Linked DNA regions of Triticum aestivum: region 1 is linked to region 2. The links are chromatin contacts, called in public Hi-C maps. All regions are on one chromosome and are shown on one strand. Each heading gives the region's core, a stretch centred on a gene start, on an enhancer-like site or on the middle of the called end of the contact. The rest is flanking DNA. Distances are from core to core; before and after follow the strand shown.

The links. Hi-C and Micro-C count contacts between places; a contact is called where the count stands out from the background.
Region 1: a Hi-C map of leaf shows a contact between it and region 2, with 2.6 times the contacts expected there. The contact joins the promoter of LOC123072621 here to the promoter of LOC123072619 in region 2. A contact is called at or near these places in 2 of 5 Hi-C or Micro-C datasets (both in leaf).

Annotation. Positions count from the first base shown.
Region 1 is chr3B:815,830,464-815,834,793 of IWGSC CS RefSeq v2.1, forward strand. LOC123072621 (phosphatidylserine decarboxylase proenzyme 2) reads right to left here and starts at 1,742. Exons shown (of 21, transcript XM_044496213.1): 1 at 1,424-1,742; 2 at 1,197-1,276; 3 at 60-84. The coding sequence starts at 1,645.
Region 2 is chr3B:815,685,976-815,690,509 of IWGSC CS RefSeq v2.1, forward strand. LOC123072619 (6-phosphogluconate dehydrogenase, decarboxylating 1) reads right to left here and starts at 2,506. Exons shown (of 2, transcript XM_044496209.1): 1 at 2,352-2,506; 2 at 1-1,246. The coding sequence starts at 1,239.

The DNA of each region.
Region 1 (4,330 bases), core at 492-2,991, 140 kb after region 2:
TAATAAAGGAAACCATGATATTACTGGATAAAGAGCAACAAAAAAGACAGATTACTCACTGAATTCCATACAGGCCTGTGAGTGCTGCAGACAGTGTTTGTAGTTCAAAAACATGAGCAACGACAAGTAAGAAAAAGAGGGGAAAGGGTGTTAGATGTGTGTCATACAAGCGTAAACGCTGTATATTTTAAAACAGAAGAAAAACAATAAATGAAGGCAGATTCAACAAGGTGCGGCAGTTCAGCATTTTTCATATTTCGCTGTCATAGATTTTCTGAATTCAGACACTTGTGATGAAAAGAGTATTCGCGAAAAGCTAGCTGCGACCGAAATGCGGTGGGGTTTCTGCCTGTCACAGAACAGATTCTTATTCCAGAGCATTATCCTGATTCACCAGTCTTGTACTACTACAGTACTACTAGCACTCGCTATCATAGGAAGACCGGGAACTTGTCTGCTTGCTCCGGAACATGTGGTAAATTGATAGTAACACTTGCTAGGCACATCGATTCACGAACCATGAAAAGTGTAGAGCAAGAGGGGGGAACAGGGTACTGAAACAGTGTCTGTAGTTGAAAAACATCAGCAACAACAAGTAAGCAAAACAGGGAATAAAATGAGAAGGTGCTAGCTGTTGTATCATACAGCATACACAGGGTATATTTCGAAACAGGAGAAATTCAAGATCACGCAGATTCACATGGTGCAACGGTTGAGAATTTTCATATTTTGTTGCCATAGATCATCTGATTTCAGACACTTGTGATCAAGAGAAAATCCAGGAAATGGCCCGCTGCAAACACGAAAATAGGTTGGGGTTTTTGCCTGTCGATTTTTTTTATTTTATTTTTTTGTATTTCACTGTCATAGATCTTCTGAACTCAGACACTTGTGAAAGAAAATTCAGAAAAAGGGGTCCTGCTGCAACGAAAATAAGTTGGGGGGTTTCGCCTGTCGCAGAACAGATTCCGATCCCAGGAGCATTGTCTTGATTCTAGTACTAGCACTCACTGTCATAAGAAGACAGGGAGCTTATCCGCTTGCGCTGGAACGTGTGGCAGACAGTAAAACATTGCTAGGCACGTCGATTCACGAACCACGAACAGCGTGCAGGTTTAATGGAAGCATGGACGGGTTCGGATCCGGACAAGCATGGCCAAAAATTAATCAATACTGTGGAAAACATGGTGCCGAACCTGTCGGAGGTCTCGGTGCGGTAGGTGCGCTCCCCGAGCGAGAGGCAGGCGAAGAACTTGTCCTTGAACCGCAGGTCCGCCTGCGCCATGCCCCAGCCAGAATCATCAAGCAACGCAAAATTGAAGCGCAACCGCCAATCAGCGGTTCCACTCCCGCCCGCACGCGAACCACCCGTCGGGGCCGGCGTCGGCGGAGAGAGGAGGGGAGGGGAGGGGAGCGCGCGTACCTTGACTATCCGGATGCGCGCGATGCCGGCGAACTCGTCGGCGGCGACGCCCTTCCCCGACTCGCTGGAGTCCCCCGCGGCGCCGCAGCGGTCACGGCCGCGGTGGCGGCGAAGGCGCAGGCGGCTGCGGAACCGGGAGAAGCGGGACGGCAGCGGCGGCTCGACGCCGTTGGCGGCGCCGGCGCGGCCATTGTGGCGGGAGGTCGATTGGGCGTGGCCCATCCTTCAGCGGCGGGGCGTGGGGCGTGGGGGGGAGGGGCGGAGTTGGTTCGGCGGCCTGGTCCGCCTGGAGCAGCAGTAGTGGGAGCCAGAGGGAGTTGGAATTGACGGCGGCCGGCCCAGGCAGGCAGGCAGGCAAAAAGGCGCGGCGCTTTCGACGCGGTGGGGAGGGAGGTGGGTGGGTGGGGTCCGCGTGTCGGCCAGGTGAGCAGACGTGTGCGGGCGGGCCGGCTTCAACGAGTGGAAGTCACAGGCAGGACCGCCAGCCGACGTGTGTCCCCGGTGTACAGTCCAGCCGCTGCTCTGAGGACGCAAATTATTAGAGGAACTTCAACGTGGTGACCCAAACGGAGATCGATTTTGTCTGCTTTTCGTCCGTTTGGGTCACCTCTCTGCTCGTCCATGTCCATTTTTTTAAATGGACCGGACGATGCGTCCAACGGGGACAGACGCATTTTTTGTCATATCCGCCTTGGCATTTCATCAAACACGTAGCAGGCAGGGAGGAGGACGAGCCCGCCACAACGAAGCACGAGCGCCGGAGGAGCACGAGCCCACCACGGCGGAGCAGCGGCGTCGGAGGAGGACGAGCTCGTTCGTCCTCTGCTGCTGTTGTGCGGGCACGGGCGCCGAAGGAGGGCGAGACTGCCCGTCCTTCGTTGGTGCTGTGCGCGGGGGAGCGGGCACGGCTGGGTGGGTGGGAGAGAGAGGAAAAGGAGGAGAGAGATGGGATGGGATGGGTTGGTGGATGGCAAGTGGGCCAAGCGGGCACATGCAGCGGACAGAAGCGGATAGAGATGACACAGAAAACATCCGCTTTATGTCCGTTGTGTCTGTTTGGGTCGCCCCGTTGGATCAATTTTTGTGTTCAGATGACCCAAAATGATGAAATGGGTCTGCTCTTACTCCCTCCGTCTCATAATATATAAGAGGTTTTCCATTTCAAATTGAACCGCAAAACGTCTGAAATTATGGGGCGGAGGTAGTAGTACTTCTTGCTGTTACATCAGTCAAATGAACGGAATATTCATTGTTCATCGCAATTGCTAAATCAAAAAGAATTCAGTACCTGTCGATTCTATGCAGATCTTGCACCGAGCTAACGATGGGGACGACGTTACCGGCGGCAACGTTACTGATGAAGGCGAGGCGGGCTGTTGACGGATGCGGTGCGTGCGTCGGACAGTCGGGAGGTTCAGGTGGATGGATGGGGCGAAAGAAGTTTGGCCAAAGGAAGTGCATAGAGGCGCCGCGAAGCCGGCCAAGAGTGGTGTGGGATGGAGGCAGCTTCCAAGTTAATACAACTATGACAATGAACGGAAAAAGAAATTACAGGGAACCCCGTCCCCCGTGCCGCTCCCGCTAGCGGCCCGGGAGGAACCCTAAATCGTGCCGCCGCCAGTCTTCCCGCCCCGTCTCCCCTCCCCCTCGCCGCCGCCAAGGGACGACGTCGGGCTAAGCCCGGACGGGTCGGCGGCGGCGGGGTTTCTCCCCTCCTCTCCAGACTCTTGGCGGCGCGGGACGCCAGATCTGGCGCGGAGGTCCTCTCGCCGGCGTGGTTCGCGTGCCGGCGGCGGGCGGGGGTGGCTCTGGCGAGGCACGGCGCGTCCGTGGCTCTCGTCTGAGCGGAGTGGCGCGGGGCGAGCCGGTGGCGTCTGGGGTCGGCGGTGCCCTGCTCCGGGCGGTGCGGCGCGGCCTCGTCCAGCCTGTGGCGCCGTGGTGGCGCCCCTGGTTGGCGTCGGGTCGGCTGGCAGGCAGCCCTCCCGTGCGCGGATCCGTGGCTCTCGGGCCTAATCTGGCGCGTTGGATGGCTCCCGGTCGGGGTGCTGCGGGAGTCTATTTCACGGCGGGATGCTCGACGGCGGTCCCCTGGATCTGCACGAGGGGTGCAGCGGGTGAGTGGTTGTGGGTGGTGCGCTGACTTCGTCGGAGGCGGCAGCGCATGTGCAGCCATGGAGGCGGCGGCGCTGCGAGGCTCGGCTAGGCAGGGCCTGGCGAGCAGCGGGCGCCCGACCACCTACGTGTGAGACGCGGGCGGTGATGCCTCGGTGAAGTTGGCGTCGAAGTGTGGCAGATGGTGCGGGTCAGGTTCATTTGTGTGGCAGTCCCTAGGTGCAGGTGAAGGCCATCGCGACGGATCTGATCCCCGCATCGACTGGTGGTTGCTGCAGTTCCTGGTGTGCTGAAGGTGGTGGCTGGAGGCGTGCTTCCTCGGCAGTGATGTGTGGCTTCGACTGCAAGTGGCTGCGGTGTTGGCGGTGTGAGGCATCTTTCGGGGCTGGCCGGAAGCTTGGTGGCGTGGAAATGTGCAATGCTACGGATGAAAATTCTGTTCGGCTTTGGTCGGACCGGCGTCGATGGCACCCGTGGGTGTCATTCCCCTTCCTGGAGGCGTCGCCGAGGGTAGCGCCATTGCCCACGTTGCCTTGTATCGGCAACCATCTCCGGGGCGAAAGCCTCGATCCGTAGGATCGGCACGACGGCAGCGTCTTTCTGATGTTGTTCCTCTGTTGGGAGCTTCGTGCTTGGAGATAAGAGGCCCTATGTTGCGCTCCTCCGGCGTGCACCGCTGCTCGGATCGTTCTTCTCTGGCGCTATGTACGATCGTCGCTGGTTCTACCAAGGAAGCTGGAGTTGCTGTTCTTCGATGATCTCCGGCGTCGGTCGAGACGCGGCGAGGATATCGGT
Region 2 (4,534 bases), core at 1,256-3,755:
CACGACCCTCCTCCATGCGGCCTGCCTGTCCATGATCTCCTGCGCAAACTCGGGGTCGATGAGGAGGTTCGCGAGCTCGCCGTTCCTGTCGTACGCCTTCTTGATGCGGTCCAGGAAGCTGGCGCGGATGATGCACCCGCCCTTCCAGATCCTGGCCAGCTCGCCCAGGTTCAGGCCCCATCCCTTCTCCACGCTCTTGGCCTTGATGATGTTCATGCCCTGGGCATAGCTGCAGATCTTGGAGGCATACAGAGCTTTCCTCACATCCTCGATGAGCTGCGCCTTGTCCACAGTTTCGCCGCTGCTGTAGTCACCTTGGAAGATCTTGGAAGCAGCCACCCTCTCGTCCTTCAACCCGCTGAGGAACCTGGAATCCAAGGACGCCTCAATGGTAGGAGCAGCCACTGAGAGCTCAGCAGCCTGCTGCACTGTCCACTTGCCGGTTCCCTTCATCCCAGTCTTGTCCAGGACCTTGTCGACCAAGTAGCCTTCACCCTGGTCATCCTTGATGCTGAATATATCAGCAGTGATCTCGACCAAGAAACTGAGGAGCTCACCCTTGTTCCACTCGGCGAAAACCTGCTGCAGCTCACCGTTTGTGAGCTTACCAACCGACTTGAGAACATCATATGCCTCAGCGATCAGCTGCATGTCACCGTACTCGATACCATTGTGAACCATCTTGACAAAGTTTCCAGATCCACCCTTCCCAATGTATGTGACACACGGACCGCTGTCAGGGACTTGAGCAGACACCTTGAGAAGAATGTCTTCAATGTACTGGTAAGCCTCCAGTGAGCCTCCAGGCATCATGGAGGGGCCATGGCGGGCACCCTCCTCTCCTCCGGAGACACCCATCCCTAAGTAGAGGAGTCCACGCTCCTCCATGGCCTTCTCCCTCCTTTCTGTGTTCTCATACCACTCGTTTCCTCCGTCAACGATGCAGTCACCTTGCTCCAGGTGTGCTGCGAGCGTTGCGATGGTCTGGTCGACCGGAGCACCAGCCTTGACAAGCATGATGACGACACGTGGCTTCTGAATGGAGTTGACAAAGGATGCAGGGTCATGGAAACCATAGAGAGGAAGGTTTCCTTCTAGCTTGGCACGCTGAACAGTCTCATCGACCTTGGACGTTGTCCTGTTGTAGACAGAGATGGGGAAGCCTTTCTCGGCAATGTTGAGGGCAAGGTTCTGGCCCATGACCGCGAGGCCAGCGAGACCAATTCTGGTGAGAGCCATCTCGTACCTGAAAAGAAAAGAGATGCAGCAAACACAAAGTTAGATAGTTTATTTATGCAAGTCTCGCTCGCCAGAAAGGTTAAAAGCCTGCTTGTATATACAAACCAAAACCAAAACCAAATGATGATGCATATGCACTGGACACAGGAACAAGCTTCAGAGACTCTGAGTAAATGTTTGCAGCGAGCGAATAGAGGTTTGAGAAAACTTATCCAGAAAAATGGGCAGTGGATAACTGAATGCGAGGTTACGAATGTCAATTTCGCAATATTCAGAGGATAGATGCAATGTTCAGAGGATTGAGCGAGCGACATGAATTGTTGCTTGAGTTGACTTGAGAAAGCGATAGTAGTACGGTGAAGGAATAAGCTATAGTCCGGGTGAATTCAATCAGCCATGACCCATGAGGCTAATACAGTAGAGCAGAGGCAGAAATCAAATCGTATGCTTGTTGCCCACCAACATGCACACAAGTCACAAGACAATTACCAACCATCAAGCATCTCCTCTACTAAATATTTTGATTGAATCTACACCAGACAGTAATCGTGCAACAAAACAATGTACAGTTACTTGAGGAGTAGTGTTTGTTAGGATCATGATGGCAATTTCAGATTAAATTGGAGAGAGTGTTTGTCATCCGCAGTTGTGTATGGTTCTTATATCTAGGTCCGAGCTTCATCTATCTATCATGCGGAAAAAAAGGAAAAACAGAGAAAAGATTACATAAAGAAAAAACAGAGAAAACAGGGCATCCCCAACTAGAGCTAGAGCTAGTAGTAGGAACAACACATGGTACAGTAGTAGAGGCGCAGGCAGGAGAACTGGTGGTCCTGTCTGTGTGTCAGCCGGCAAGGCATGCGTACTGCTGTCGAATTCAACTAGCTGTCTCCCCCCTCCCGTTACTTAGTCAGCTAGAGCTACCTGCCATGGATCTGATCAAGCCACTGCCTAACCCAGCCAAGAAGGAAAAAAGGTACCTAGGTTCTTTGGGCCGACGAGCGAGCGCCCCGCCGGAAGCCACGGCCGGGCTGGGCGACGGCGCGACGGGGATCGGATCGGGGGGCAAGGGGGGGGAGGAAGAAGATTCGGGGGGAGGGGAGAGACCTGACCTGACCTGACCTGCCTTGGCTTGGATGGATGAGATCTGCGTGCGTGCGTCGAGGAACGAACAAGGAAGGAAGGAAGGCAGGCGAGTGTTTGGTTGGTGTGCGGTGCGATGCGGACGCGGATACCTACCACCTACCCCTCCTCTTGCTTGGGTTAACTTAAATACCCGTTCCTTCGTCGCCGCTGACCCACCACGGCTGGGCCCGGGGCTGCGCGAGCCGCCCCGCGGGTGGGTTGGTGGAGAGGAGGAGAGACGCCCAACAGACGACGCGCTGACGCACACGGCGTGCACAGATGGGCTGGCCCCTGTAAGAGCAACTGTATCTACCAAAAACACACTCGGCTGTGCTCCCTCCATAAACTAGTGATCTTTTTTTTCCGAAAAACTTCCAATTTATTCATCTTCAATCATATCATGGCAGTACAACGAATACCAAAAATAAAAATTACATCCAAATTCGTAGAACACCTAGCGACAACTACAAGCACCGAAGCGAGCCGAAGGGCGCCGCCGTCATCGCCCCTCCATCGCCGGACCCGGGCACAACTTGTTGTAGTAGACAGCCGGGAAGTCGTCGTGCTAAGGCCACATAGGACCAGCACCCCACAACAGCAACCGCCGCCGATGAAAAATAACGTAGATGATCTAAACGCTCTTATTATATTAGTTTGCAGAGGGAGCACTTTTCATTCGGCTATAGTGAACCGATTTTTCATTATTATTATTATTATCATTTTCTTCTGAGCTTCTATTTTCTTTTTACTTTTTTATTTTCACGTGCAGTTTTCTGTAATATTTAAACGTTTATAATATAACATGGAGAGTGTTTTTTTATAATATAGTGACCTTGTTTTTTTGTAATATATGGTGAGTTTTTTCAACAATATGGTCAACATTTTCGTAAATATGATATGACCATTTTTTTAATACAGCCAACTTTTTGTAACACACACTGAAAATTTTGTGTAATGCACGTTGAACCTTTTCGTGTTACATGATGAATTTTTTTTTAAAATACACATAAAAAAGAGTTTTAATACACGGTATTTTTTCATACATGATGAACTTTTTCGTAATATACAATAAATATTTTTGTAATACGCGCTGGACATTTTGTATAATAATACTCAAAAGATAACAAGCAAAAAATGGAATCAAACCCCAAAAAGGAAAAAAGAAACCAAAACAGAAAAATGAAATTGGGAAAAAAGAGAGTTCAAAACCAAAACGCGGAGGAAGAAGAAGAAGAATAAGAAGAAATAACAACGAAACGAACAGCAGCGAACCAAGTAATCACGCGAACCCAGTAGTGGGCCGGCCAACTCGCTCCGAAGCGGGCATTTGCTCAACAGTTTGGAATTGCCTGGTGGAGGGTGTCTGATTTGTGGGCCCGGTCTCCCGTCAAACCGGGCCCACGCGTCATCTGGTGAGTGGGAAACAAAGAGGAAGAGAAACAGCTCGTCTCGTGTGCTCTGCTGACAGTCGGACGCGGCTCCGACTTGGCCTCTGCTGCCTTGCGTCCGCTCTTGCTCCTGCGAGGGTTGGGTGGCCTCAGCACCACGTCACCCTGAAAATGCCACCTCTACGCAATCATGCCATGAATGAAACTAAAAAATATCATGCTAAATTAATTAAATTCGGTACATCTAAATCAAGACCACCCCGATAACCAGCCAACATTCCGTCCGGGGACATCCCAGGCCCAACCTTTTGTTTGCCATGGTCAAGCAATTCAATTTGCCATTATCGGCGAAATTAAGCAAATTCTGGTTAATGGCGGACTATGGACAAAAGAAAATGTTTGATGGCAATTTTTGAATTTATGTCCTATAGCTAATGGCAAATTCAGAAAAAAAAACAAAAAAATAGCACATTGACGATTTTTTTAATAATGTCATGAGCATAGTTCATTCACATGGCGAGCAAAAATCTCTATTTCATGGCAAACGATCTCTAAAACAATGCCGTTGCTGGGAGGTTATATTTTGCATGCAAAAAAAATTCAAATGGAATGGGATTAAAATTAAATTGTCATGGGAGTAAGGTTGGAAAGATTTGTCGAGGAAATGTTGATATGGCTTCAAAGTCAGTTTGTCATGACTGTAAGTTTAATTTGCCAATGGACTATACCTTAAATTTGCCATTGGGTTCTGAAAAATATATTTCAATAGGTCTAAAGTGGAA